2 separate regions of the Columba livia genome follow, and region 2 is linked to region 1. Evidence: chromatin contacts called from public Hi-C data. All regions are on one chromosome and are shown on one strand. The core of a region is the stretch at or near the end of the contact, and the rest is flanking DNA. Distances in the headings are between cores, read along the strand shown.

Region 1 (6,600 bases), core at 2,346-4,845:
AATTATTCTATTTATATTTAAATTCAGTTCTTGTTTAAGTCTAGGGGAAGCACAAATTATCATCAGCTGATATCAACTGGAAAGGCTCTTCAGCTGTGTCTAAGTAGCACTTTATAGCAGGACAGTCACCACCACCCTGCCTCTTCCTCCTCTTCTAAAGGACCCTCCAGCAAAAGACCAAAGGGGAGCACACAATATCCTGAACGTAATAACCGAGCTTGCCTTTTTTCTTTTTTAATTGAAATTTTAAGTTGTGTCCAAATATCTTCAGCAAGATTGAGAGCTTCAAGGTTTCTTACAGGTGTCTGAGCTACCTCTGGGCTGTTCTGTGCATGGTACAGCTCACCGTGCACGATGGGATCCGAGATCCCAGATGGAAAAGAGCAAAGCACCTTCAATGCACATCTTTACTTCCCAGTTATTAACAATTTTGTTGTCCACTGCCAATTTCAATTTGTTTTTTAAAAGTTACATTGAAACAACTTATTTATTTGAAAAGCAAATAAATAACGAACAGAATGAACCCCTCTCTTTCAAGCATGGTTGGAGTTAAAGAAAATCAATTACAAATGCAGCCAACCCGTACAGAAGACTTTCCAACAGTACCATTGCATTCAGCCTCCAAAAACATTTTAATTGAAGTATGTTTACCTTTATTCATTTAATGTTGTCCAAAAAATGTCATCTGTTCAGTATCACTGCCACACAAGGTGGTTATTATAACCCCGCTTTCATCCCAAATGGCTAGAAATGGGAGGCCAGCCTGCCAATATCCCTTTGGTGAAAGTACAGGCAGATCAAAGCCGTTCTCCGGAATGCTCCAACAAATAAGAATAATTTAATTTCAAAACTAGTTTGAATTGACTAATATTTACTTGGCTTAACGCCCATTGGAAATGAAAACATTCCATTTTGGTCCGTTCATGAAAGAGGTCGCCCTCTCCCTTCGTTCAGATCTGAAAATCTCTGGTTTCAGACAGCTGTAATGGGATGCAAAAAAGGTGGATGTGGCTCTTTCCTCTGAATATATTCCTTTTGTGAAACCAAAGGGAGAAAGCGGAAGGCTTGCCTCAGCAAGGGATGGGTTTAAAGCCATGACCTTAGACTTGAACCTACTATAAAGCAATTCAGAAAGTAATTTTAGTGTGGCACATCTCTGAACCTTTGGCTTAGATAAGGCAGCAGAAATATAATTATCTCTCAAAAGGCTCAAATACTGTTATTATGTCTAAAAACCAAAACTAGATAGACGATGCACCTGTTTGTCAGCATATTTCCACCTTTTAGGTATTTGTTTTTCCAGTGCTGGATTTATAAAGGCACAGGGATTGCGTGTAGGCAAAGTACAAGCAATTTTGAGTAATCATTTCTTCTTCCTCAGACTTTGTTTCCATGTCTGTAAAAATTATTTAATTTCAAAGGATTTTTTTTAATAGATTACTTCAGCAATATTTGGAAGCAACAATGAAGCAAACAACACCTCTAAGCTCAAAAGGATAAAGATCACTTATGTTATATAGCTGAAAAACACTATCCACTTTCCAAAAATAAATAATCGTTTTAAGCACGCGAAGACGTCTTTCTTTTCCACTTCAGGTTCTGGAAATCTTTCTGGTTTTGCAGAACTGGGACCATAGGGACAGTTCCAGCAAATAAAGAATTGAAGATGAAAACCATGAGTAGAGCTGGCCAGGGGCATTTTCCCTGAGGGATATCGGCTCTGCCAGCAACAGGTACATTTCTCTACAAGGGATGATGAAGGGAAAAATATCCTTATCATGCTGGCTAACAAAGTTTAAAGTTGTGAAGCTGTATTTTTATAGCTGCAGCATGTGATTTCTAAACTGGCTTTCCCCCCATGGTTCATACTGGGAATTTTGAAGTACATTATCTAACCCATTAACCACCCACTCTGACTTCCACACACACACTCTAAAAATACTTACGAAAATGAAGCGTGTGTTAGATAGCAATACTGAAGCACTCAAGCATTACTTTAGCATTCTGTTTTTAATGAGAAAACACTAACAACCAGTAACCCTGAATTTGTTCTTTGCAGAAAAGCAAAATTGCTGCTGATGACCATTGCTATCTCCAGCTGTTTTTTCATGCAGGTAAAGCCCAGCCAGTGATGGAAAGTCCATGTGTTAGGAAGCTGAGAGAGGCACATACAAGGAAAGAAACCTTCCTCCCAATATATTTCCTTTTAAAGAGCTGTTGTAGACTTCAGCATTACGATGCTTTATTAAAGGGGCTGGATTAGGTGCTGGATTACATGAGTAAACGTAACCTGCCACTGCAACGAATTTTGTTTAGTTTCCGCTATTCATACCATGAATCAGATTCTTCTTGGGTCAATGCTTATTACATTGTGCTGGGACACAAAAAGAGAAGCATGCTTTTGAAACAGATTTTTTTTTTCTCCATTTTGGGAAACTCTAAACAGCTCTCAAGAGAGCGGCACTGTACCCAGGAGGACAGCTGCGGTTTCTTCCTCCTCCTTCAAGGAATTCAGGCTTACTGGTACCTTTATTTATCCACTTTTAGATGGAGCTGGACTTGCTGTTACCCCAGCTAGTGAATGACACAGAGTACACAGGATCAGGCTGTAATTACAGCAGGATGCAAGTCCTTTCACATCCCTGTGCTTTGAGTTTCCGCATCAATGAAATGGGAACACACTGAGTATTTTTCACCCAAATTGTGTTGAAAGGAAAACCTGTCTTTTCAATCCTATGACATTTTCTTTGGAAAGTGCACAGGACCGACAATAGTTAAGTTAGACAAAATCAAAAGGAAAGTTGAGACTATTCCACCTCAAATTGAAAACTAGAATACCTGAAATCAGCTGGAGGATGGAAGAGGCAACTTTAGAAAATGTAGCCAAAATCATCCCACAAGAAAAAAAAAAGTAAAATATAATTTTTTAGATGCTCTATGATCCATTACCATCTACCCCTGCCAGTACACAACAGCTAAACCTTTGCTCCCAGCCAGTGTCCATGTCCCGGCTGAGTATCCTGGAAAATCCTTCCCATCTAAAGTTACCTGAGGTTGGTACAAACATGTTCTTAACGCCCTGGAGAACCACACCTGGAAAGGACATCGGCAGCACATGGGACACACTGACATCTCCAAGCAGAACACAAGACCAGGTACGGCTGCATGGGCTCCTGATTGCAGAAGAGTTTGGGCAACACTTTTTAGAGCAAACATGACAGTGCTCTCGTCTCCTGGAATAACCCTTCTGATTGAGAAAGGACTGGATCTCAGTTTTCCCAGGTCTAAGTGCTCCAGTTGGTCAGACACAATGCAGTCACCAAGCACTATCACAGCTGGCTCATAAAACCAAGGGGAAAAAAAATAACCTACATCCAGCAAATTCTTCCAGGCTGCTATTCCAGTTAACAGAAGACGAGCAGCTCAGCCCAGAGGAGTGAAATCTGAGCACAGGTCATACCCACAAAGCATCCAGCTGAATTCCCTTCCCTCTCTGCCTTCACATGGGGCGAGTTTGTAACGGCACCTCAATCTCGAATGCATTTTTCCTCTTGAGAACAACATTAAGGCCTGGATGTTGCTTCCTGGTACTTCCAGGTGCTGCAATGATGCTATTTGGAACGTCCATCCCTTTCTGTGCATGTGGCCACTTACTCTGCAAGCTCCCAGTACACATATATAAAAGGAACAGACCAAGGGACATGGTCAGAGGTATCTGTTACGGGAAGATAACAGCAGTCAATACAGACATCCTCAGATTCACCAGTACATATTGACTCACAGGAGCATTTAATAGAAAAAAACAAAACAAAACAAAACATCAAAAGCAGTTTATTCTGCAGAACTTCCAGTCCCCAGAAAGAAAGGCAGGGCTGTGAAATCTGTCTGAACACGAGCGGCTCGAGAAATCCCTCCTCGCCTGGAGACATCCCCCTTGATAAAGGCAGTGACCTGGGTCAGGAGCATGGAGAAAGATGAATGTTGTTCAGCTGGAGTGTTGCAACCTCCTGCAGATAAAGCCTCCAGGGAGAGACTCCAGTAATAAACAGAATGGCGAGCTGCCAAGTTTGGGGTAGATTTGGGTCCTTTTTCATAGTCAATGACTTAAAACTTCTTGGTCTTAAAGAAGCATGAAGCAGAGAGAAGTTTTTTCTTGTTTTCTTAAAATAAATAAATTTTTTAAAATCACAAGGGAAGACAACAAGAATGACTACAATGTTAAAACAAAACAAAACAAAAAAATCCATCTCCAAACCTAGCTTTGTTTGCCATCTAAATTAACAGCATTGCTACAATTTCTGTTAGCAAAGGGTTTCAGGTTAACAGAACAAATAGTGAGCCATTCTGTGATAAGAAACGCAGGTTTTTGCAATGCAGTCTCTTACCCTCATGAAGATGAAACTGCGGACCGTAATGTCTTGCCCACAGGTCACCAAAAGAGCAGAATGATGGCACAAGTTCTTCTGCCAGCCCACAGAGCAACTCAAGGTGGTACCTTCTATATTTCATTAACGCTGCACTAAACTAAGAGATCTCCTCTTCCGGTGCTGGCCACAAAGCCATGACCGAAACACTGACATGTATGTTAAGTAAATTTCTTCTCTCCACCACTTTCTTCCCTCCAAGGTGAGAAAGAATCTGGTCCAAAAATAAGTTCCGCTTAGCATGCTGATGGATAAAAGATTGACACAGGAAAGTAGGGATATAGAGTCAAGAGACCACTTCTTTAAAACTCTTTGGGTAAAAGGAATATGTGGCAAAACATGGACATCTACGAGAGCCCAGAACTGTTGCCTCCAGGCCGAAGCTGGCTCCCACTGATCCATCCTGAGCGCACCCTGTGCTAAAAACACACCATGGACACCCTTGACATCCCTGTCTGCAGGAGCAGCATCATTACAGCTGATTTATTAACACAATCTCACAGTAGGTCCAGGTGTCTAATCCTGCAGCAGGGTTTATTCACGAAGAGATAAATGGTTTGTGGTGAGCAAGGGGTGGATTTCCTCTTCTGAACCCGCATGAGCAACACAAACTCCTGCAGAAATGGATATACTTGAAGAAATCTCCTATGAGTAGCACACTTCCTTTGACAGAGCATGTCTCTGTCAGTCTACAAATCAATCAGCACAGAGATGAATCTTTATTGAGTGTCAAGATGCTATTATAAGTATTACACCCATATTAATCCAGGCAGCTTGAAGGAGATCTCTACAGACTGCCAACAGAAAATCCATCAAAGTAACAGGATCTTGTTAGTGCTGAAAGAGACATGATTTATCTCCATGGGTACATCTTCATGACATACCGCTTTGCTACACGGAGCCAGGCAAGTTATTAGATTGGGCTGTTAATAGCTGATTTAGCTGTATCATTGCCTTAGCACGGGGCTCCGCGTGCTCTGTCGTGCTTATGTTACCAACACTTGTTCAGAGCGTGCTTAGTGCATCTGCTTGGTGCCACACAGTGCTGTTCAGACAGCCTGCACACAACCAAACAGCCAATGTCACTTCTACTAATTTTTAGCACACAGGAGGACATGATAAAATCAACAACAAAATTAACAGCACAACGGCAACAATCAAAGTTAAGGAGAAAAACAGAGGAAAAGCGCCATTCAACCATTTGTGTTACATGTAAACATCTAGGGAAGAACTGCTATAATTTTACTGTTTGGGTGAAATTGGCAGTATAGTGAAGAAAATATTATTTAACTTTCCATTTATTTGGGTGGCTTCATGTTAGCCAGATCATTCATTTAAAACATTGTGTGCTTGCTGTCCCCAGTCATCATGGCCTGTACTGCCAGAATTAGCACCTACTGACAGTGACCCCAAACCCTCCACCACAAGCCCCACACAGCTCTGGTACAGAGCACTGGGTATGCAGGTACACAAGCAATAAGACATTAGGGGTTGCCCTCTAAACTATGCAAATGCCCATATAATGCCACCACATGAACATGAACACAAGATGAAAGGGGAAATTCTATGTCCAAATATCTCCTCCAGTACCAGGCGGTTTCCACACAAGTATTAATCTTACTATTAGAGGTTTTTTTCAGAAATTGTGGAAACTACTACAATCAGTTCCTATAAAACACGCTCAAATTGATGGGAGTCTTGCTCTGATCTTATCCTAAAGCCTCTTCTGTCCATCACACTGTTAGACCTGAACCAGTTAATTTTATTACCAGCTGCCTGAGTGATTGATAGTATTTCCTACTAATTACTCACATAGCAATCACAACAAAATAGTTGTGCTTGTGAGAACTAGCAGGCAGTTCGAATGTATTTAGTGACTAACAGAAATTCAGCTATTCTGGCTCCAGAGAGATGGGGAGAGTCACAGTTCCTGGAAGATAAAAGTACATATGATGACACAATCTTGTGTTCACGGGAGAATTTTCACAAAGAGCTTTGATGTGTCTTGAAGAAAAAAAAATCAGGTTTGAATGCTAACATCCAAAGGCATCAGAAAATAGAAGGATGGTGTTTTATTGATGCTTCAGCCTCCTCTACAGTACAGCAAAACCCTCGAAGAGACAGAGCTCAGAGTATGTTCCAGAGCACTCATTTTCCTGCCAGCTGCAAAATATCC
Region 2 (6,600 bases), core at 2,154-4,653, 73 kb after region 1:
TGCTTCCTATATGTGACTGTTCAGGTGCCAGCCCTGAACCAGGCTCCCAACTGGATTATATCCCCCGTGGCAAACCCCATAGCAGCGAAGCAGAACTGTATCTACACCCAAAGCTATCAGTTGCTTCAGGAAGTCACTCATTACCTTTATCTATCCTACAGGTGATTGATGCAAGCCAGCAAACACCAGAGCATTTGGCACCCAGCAGCACCCAGTAATCACACACTGCAAGGTGCTTCCCACCCCAGCTTCCCGCATCCAGCCTCTCGTGTGCCTGCAAAGGGGATGCTGCTCATGTTATCCTCTGGCTGGAAACCACACCAACTGCCAATTCCCTGTTCAAGAGGCTGGGAAAAGACTCTGGGAAAGCACATCATACCTTCACAGCCTCCTGGACTAGCACTGCCTTCCACCAGCAGAGCAAAACCAAAACCAAATAGTTCCTCCATGCTAATCAGCTATGTGGTTTAGTTTACTTCAGGCTATTTATCGCCAGTGTGGGGAACCCCTATAGAAATAACATTTAATAGCACTCAAGTAGATTGCAGAGATAACCAGCTACAGTAATAAGTAGAAAAGCTTCCAAGCTGCTTCAAGGACGGTGTTATGGGGAAGTGGATCACCACCAAATACCAGGTAGAGAAAACAGATACATCGGGTGTCGTGGAGACAGAGTGGAAAAGAAATAGGTACAGCAGGCATCACAACTTCCACTACCGATTTTTTTGTTAAGTAGCTATCTATTTAAAACTTATTATGCCAGCAGAAAATCATATGAAAGCACCCACTGCCCTTGGAACACAGGACTGCATGCATACCAGCAATAAAACTACTTTTTTTTTTACTCTAGTATAATTTATTGACCACTGCCTTAATTCATGCTTTGGATAGAATAACCAGATTCCTTTAACAGTACTTAATCCTCCTCTTAGCACACAAGCACACCCTAGACCAGAACACAGCTTACTCAGGAGTATATCCTGCTGAGAGATTAGTAGCGAGTTCTGCATAAGCCTGAGTCTCAAAGCTTCCCTATATAGACTGTGTTTAAAAACATCCATCATCAGACACTACCTGGCAGAGCTCTGTTTCTATGCGAAGCTTTGACTTCTTAACTGCGTTTCCCTCCTTTGATGCTGTGAAGCTGTAAACCAGGAACATCGAGCTGCTGCCTTTCTCCCTGGCTGCAATCCCGGCTGGACTCTGTCACTCGGAACATGCCATGTTCCCCCCTCTCGGGCTATGCCGGCCGTCCCTTGGTCACCAGAGCCGGGCAGGAGGTGTAGGCTGGAACGCCGTCACACAATGCCATGTATCCACACGACCTGCAGAAGACTTGTCATTCCAGCTACCTACAAAACCCGTCTGCCTTGCAGAACTCCACATCCGTGCCCTTCTAGCAACAGCCCCAGGCTAGCCCGTCTGCCCAGCGCTGGGCAGAGCTGCAAGAAGACGTACTAGGCTCAACCTATGAATGCGGAAGATGGGTACATGCTTGAACTTGTGCCAAGGGACAACACAAGCCCAAATGATCCTCAACCATGCCTTACCTTGCTATCAGGCTAGTAAAAGAAAGCCCCAAACCCAAGCATCCAGGCAAGATATTGTCACCACAGAAGGTGACAGCCTGGACCAGAGTGGCTTCTAAGCACATGCTCCTCCAGTACAGATAGCAGCTTTTGTCCACAGGCATGGATGTTATAAGGCTAACGTCAATCTACTCCCACTGCTGAGGTATCTATGTATAAAAATACACCTCCTCTAACACGGTAATAAATGAATCATTAGTACCTTATCTTTAAGGAACTATGTGGAACTTGGTTCACCTTCGCAATTCCACAGTAGCTCAGCAAGGACATGTAAAACATGACAAACACACCCAGCAAGGGATGGATTTTAAGCTGAAGAGAGTCACCACAAACAGAAATATTGTAGCTCAGCCCTTTGAAACTGACTAGATTACATTAGCCAAAACTCCCAGCACACAAAACATTCATGGATCTCAGACCAACTGTCTAAACTCAGTTCTGAAGCTACATGCTTTACATATTTCTACTGCATCGCATATCTCCATGAGTACCTCAAGTTTCATGGCTGACCAACACTACAGGGAACACCACAGCTACCAACTGTCCTACAGAAATGCAGCATTTCAAATCCCTTTATCACATCCCCATCTGGTCATCCACAACAGAATCAATACAGCACACTCTTAAAAAAACTTTCAAAAAAATCTTTTTTTCCACCTCTGAGCTCCAGTTAAAGTGAAGCCTCATAAAGGACACTGGAGCAGAACCAATTACAGACGTCAGCAACATTGATCTCGACTAATCCCAACTCCTTTATATGACTTGCAGGGATAACACACTCGCAGAAGGTGGATTAATAAACTCCCAATAATTTACATGTTAAGAAACAACTAGCCTTTCACAATCTTAGTCCAGAAACTCCGATATTTGCCTCAAAAGGAGTGTCTCCATTCAAGAAGAAAAAATTAAAAATTATATTTTCAAGCAACAGAGTGAATGCACAAAACGGGCCCCACAGCAATGTCCCTCTGAGTAATTTCCAAGGCCCACTCAGGCCCAAAGGTGAGAAAAACCAACACGGGCCGGTTGCTCCGGAGACTCAGATATAAAGCCCATATTACTTTCTTTGCAATAAACTGAGATACAAAGTTGCGTCAGCGAGCACGGAAGGTTTTCTTGGGTTTTTGTTTGGGGTTTTGTTTGTTTATTTGTTTTTCGGATCACGGTATCAAGAATTTGAACAGCGAGGAAGTGCGGGCAGGCTCGGTGTGTGTGTGCCCGGGCGCACACTCGGGCACGCTCCGTGCCCGCCCCCCCATCGGGGAGCGGGGCCGCCACCCCCGCGCCGGCAGCGGGGGGAGCGCACCCGGCCCCGGAGACAATAGCGGCGGGGAGCAGCCGCGCGACAGAACACGAAGAAATAAACTAAAAATAAATACCAACTATAAAATGAACGGGAAGAAAGACACGCGAGGGAGAGGGACCGCCCGGAGCGTCTCCACGCGAAGTTGCGCGGAGAAAAACCCCCCGAGGGACGAGGAGGAAGGGCGGGGGAAGCGTGCGAGGGCGCGGGAAGGGAAGGGGGGGCTCCCGCACACCCGCCCTGGGGGAAAGAGCCCCCCTCCACCCCCGCCAGGGGCCTCCCCAAACTTTCCCCCCACCTCTTCGCCAAACTCCAGCGGGGCAAACTCACCGCGGGGACCCGGCGGGCGGCTTCGCCCCTGGCAGCGGGGCCGGGAGGGAAGGGAGAGGGAAGGGGACGGGGAGGGGGGAAAGAGGCGGCCGGGCCGGGTGCTCTCCGCCCGGGGAGGCGGGCAGGAAGGAGGGCCAGGGGCTGTGGGCTCCGCAACCTGAGCAGCGCCGCCGTGCCCGCCCCCGCGCCGCGCCGCCAGCCCGCATGCGCCGCCGCCCAGCCGCGCCGAGCGGGGCCGCCCCCGGCAGCGGGCGGGCCGGTGGGGGTTGGATGGCGGAGGGTGGCAGTGCCGGAAACTTGCTCGGGGGTAAGTTTCTCCCGAGAAGGACGAGGAGCGGCTGGGAAAAGCCCGGGAGTCCCCGTCTGGGCTAGTGCGGGTTTCTCACCTGTCACCTGGCTGCTTCTGCTCCCGTTTGTCCTTTCCTGGTTTACTCAGCTGCTGTGGGAGATCCATCTACTTGTTTATGATACTGGCCTGCTGGTGTGAAAGGACACAGACCACTTCTTATGCTGTTTGCTTATTTGTATTTGAAGGAGAGTCTTACTTGCCGTGCACTAAACTCCAGATTTAAGGACTCGTTTTACTTGGGGTTGCATTTCTAGCGTTCCCATCTCCTGCAGTTAGAATGCCTCTTACAGAGCTGAGAACACAAGCTGTCGAGCCATGAAGGTGAGCTGCACATCTATACCCATCACAAAATCTAGCAGCTCAACTCGAGTCCCACCAAGCCAGCCCATGGTCTTGTCCTGCTCCTTGCTACCTTTCTCCTGTTCCTCTGCCATTGTATGTGGTGTGTACATTTTACCGAGTGACATCTCCCATACCATTCCCATGGCTTGCCCTGGAAAAATGGTGGAAAAGGCAACTCACCATTAGCAAACGAGTTCATGGGGCCTGTGGTCCACATGTGGCTGGCTCTGAGGAGGCTCCTGGGAACGAAGATGCATGATCTGTTGTGGTGGTGACTTGCCTTCAGTTACCATTTTTGTTAGAAGCTTTGGGTACATATGGTGGCCCAACATTTCCACTCTGTTTAAGCTACTGTACACACATATGTCCCACTAGACCTGGTGGTGCCCAGGTGATCATGTCCACAAAGATAGTAGCAATCTGAGTTAAATGTATGTTTTGTGCCCTACTAGAGCTGGGCAGCCCCACCTCACGACAACTGACCTCAACAACACTTCACAATACTTCCCAACAAGACCTTGCTGCTGGCCAGAGCACTGGGCAAAGGCTGCAGGTAATTGCTGTACATCGTGTTCTCTCTAGGTAGAACAGAAATAACAATGCTGCGTACGGTGCAGAAGATTTTCTGCTGAAAACACTGCGTGTGAACTTGGCATTGTCTTCCAAAATATGCACTACTGATCCTATTTAAATCAACTGAAATCATAAAAATGCTTTTAACACTTGTGCAATGTGGTAATTGTAGGGACTGGAACGTGTCAACGTTGTACACCCTTTTCAACCAGGATGTAAAGCAGTATTTTTTTTTGTGTGGCTCCAACAGGGTGAGGCACATGAAAGCAGGGATACTGGAAATACATTTTCTTTTACCTTCTCCCACCCCTGTAAAAAGGGATTATGAGACAGATGACTTGGAAGTTCCCAGACTCATGAAGAGGGGTCAGGCACAGTGATGGCTCAGGAAAGAGCACCATCTAGTGAAAAGCCACTTCTTGCAGAAACTGTCCCCTATAAGTCTCCAACCAACCAATGACTAACCCAGCCCAGCCCAACCTACCTCATAACATCTGAGGCAATCCTGAGCGAGGTAGCATGGTAACAGATAACAGATGCCTAAAATTTTCCATAACACACACACCAAGATCTGTAGCTCAGCCCTCTTGGTTGTCCATCAAGGGAACATTTCTTCTCTGCTTGTCATCTCCAGCCAGGTAAGTCAACCTCTGCCTTCTGCTGCCTTGCCTGGAGCTGACACAGCCCTGGTCTTGCTGTAGGGGACCCACAGTCATATTGAGGGGATTAGAAGCACCAAAAGAAGGCTCAGCCTCCCAGCTGAGTCTGTACCAGCCATGTACACGTCCATGTATATGGGCTCACATGTGTTGCTCTTGCAAATGGTTTGGAAATGCTTTGGGGAAGTCTTTTTGGCACATGGGTGCAAAGGAGATCTGACAGCAAGGCTGTCCAGGAGCATTTACTGATATTCTAAACCAGGAGGCAAGGAAATCAGCGTGGAAAATTTCAAGGAAAGATGATGCAGCAGCTTAGCACCAAAGCAGGACGATAAACTGATGGACCCCATTCATCAAAGGTGTTATGGATCTTTCAGTCAAGGAGTGTGAATCAAAACACGGGCAGACAAAGTGTAATTTTTCATATCAGAAATATTCCCTTGTGATGCTCCAGGACCAGAGACCCGTGAGCATCTGCTTCAAAAAGGCTGGATGAGCCACTTCAGATGCCCAGCGCTTGATAAAATACATCCTTTTTACTTCACCGTTCCCCAAGGTGTAGTCTGTGCTTTACTTTTGTCTCTAAACTGTTATCCACCCCCAAATTCTTTATCTCAAAATATCCTGTCTGCACCCACATATAGCCACAAGCCAAAACAGAGAGTCAGCGGATGAAGGGAAATTTGTGCAGCAGCTTTGTGGATGCCAGGCTCCTGACAAATCATTTGCCTTCAAATCACCTCTGGCACTGGTTCCTCTGGGTTTCACCATTTGCCATACGTCCAGGTCTGCTTTTCAAACACTATAAAAAAAATAAAATAAAATATATCAGATGTTCTTTCATTGTCTCTTTCAGGTTTTAATTTGTCACCAGCTTTGCTACAGGGCTCCCTACTTCTTCCTGGGAACCTGGATTTAAGTGTGAGTTGCACTCATGAATGAGAATGGAATTTGGATCTGCACAACATAATCTGAACATTTGTGTGTAGTGGCATGAATTAGCAATATGAGCACATTGTTCCCATTTGCTGGAAATTAGCTGTCCTTGCAACTGAATAGAAAACAGAGTGCAATGTAATGATGGAAGCAGCAACTATTAAAGATTTGTTTTCATCGTGTTTAAGCAGCTACAAAACTGAGACACTGAACATTAATGAGGCTGACAACAGTGCATGGTGTTTTCTTTGTGTTCCTGCTTGTTTGAAGCCAGTGCCTGGTGGCTGAGATAAAGGCAGCTACACCTGAAAAGATTTGAATATCATTTTCCTTCTTCCCTACCAATGTAATCTCTAAAGTCCTGTGAGCAGTACAATCTTTGCTTGAAAATTATGGACTGTGGTTGAGAGCAACTTTCAGGAGAAGTTTCACCACTCCCGTGGATGATGTGTCTCAGTTAACGTGTAAAAAGTTCTAAGTGTGTCACAGTCCGACATTGGAGTTCACCCTTATGACATG

What was found. Hi-C and Micro-C count contacts between places; a contact is called where the count stands out from the background.
Region 2: a Hi-C map of liver shows a contact between it and region 1, with 4 times the contacts expected there. The contact joins the promoter of AKAP13 here to the enhancer-like site in region 1. A contact is called at or near these places in 2 of 2 Hi-C or Micro-C datasets (crop and liver).

What each region holds. Positions count from the first base shown.
Region 1 is chr11:6,516,791-6,523,390 of bColLiv1.pat.W.v2, forward strand. The region is part of intron 4 of AKAP13 (A-kinase anchoring protein 13); the gene reads right to left. Among named protein-coding and RNA genes, the nearest start is that of AKAP13, 73 kb to the right of the region's middle. Within about 2 kb of position 3,596, at least 1 of the 3 cell types and tissues checked has an H3K27ac peak away from gene starts, as active enhancers do.
Region 2 is chr11:6,589,967-6,596,566 of bColLiv1.pat.W.v2, forward strand. It overlaps AKAP13 (A-kinase anchoring protein 13), which reads right to left and starts at 3,404. Exons shown (of 40, transcript XM_065076595.1): 1 at 3,223-3,404.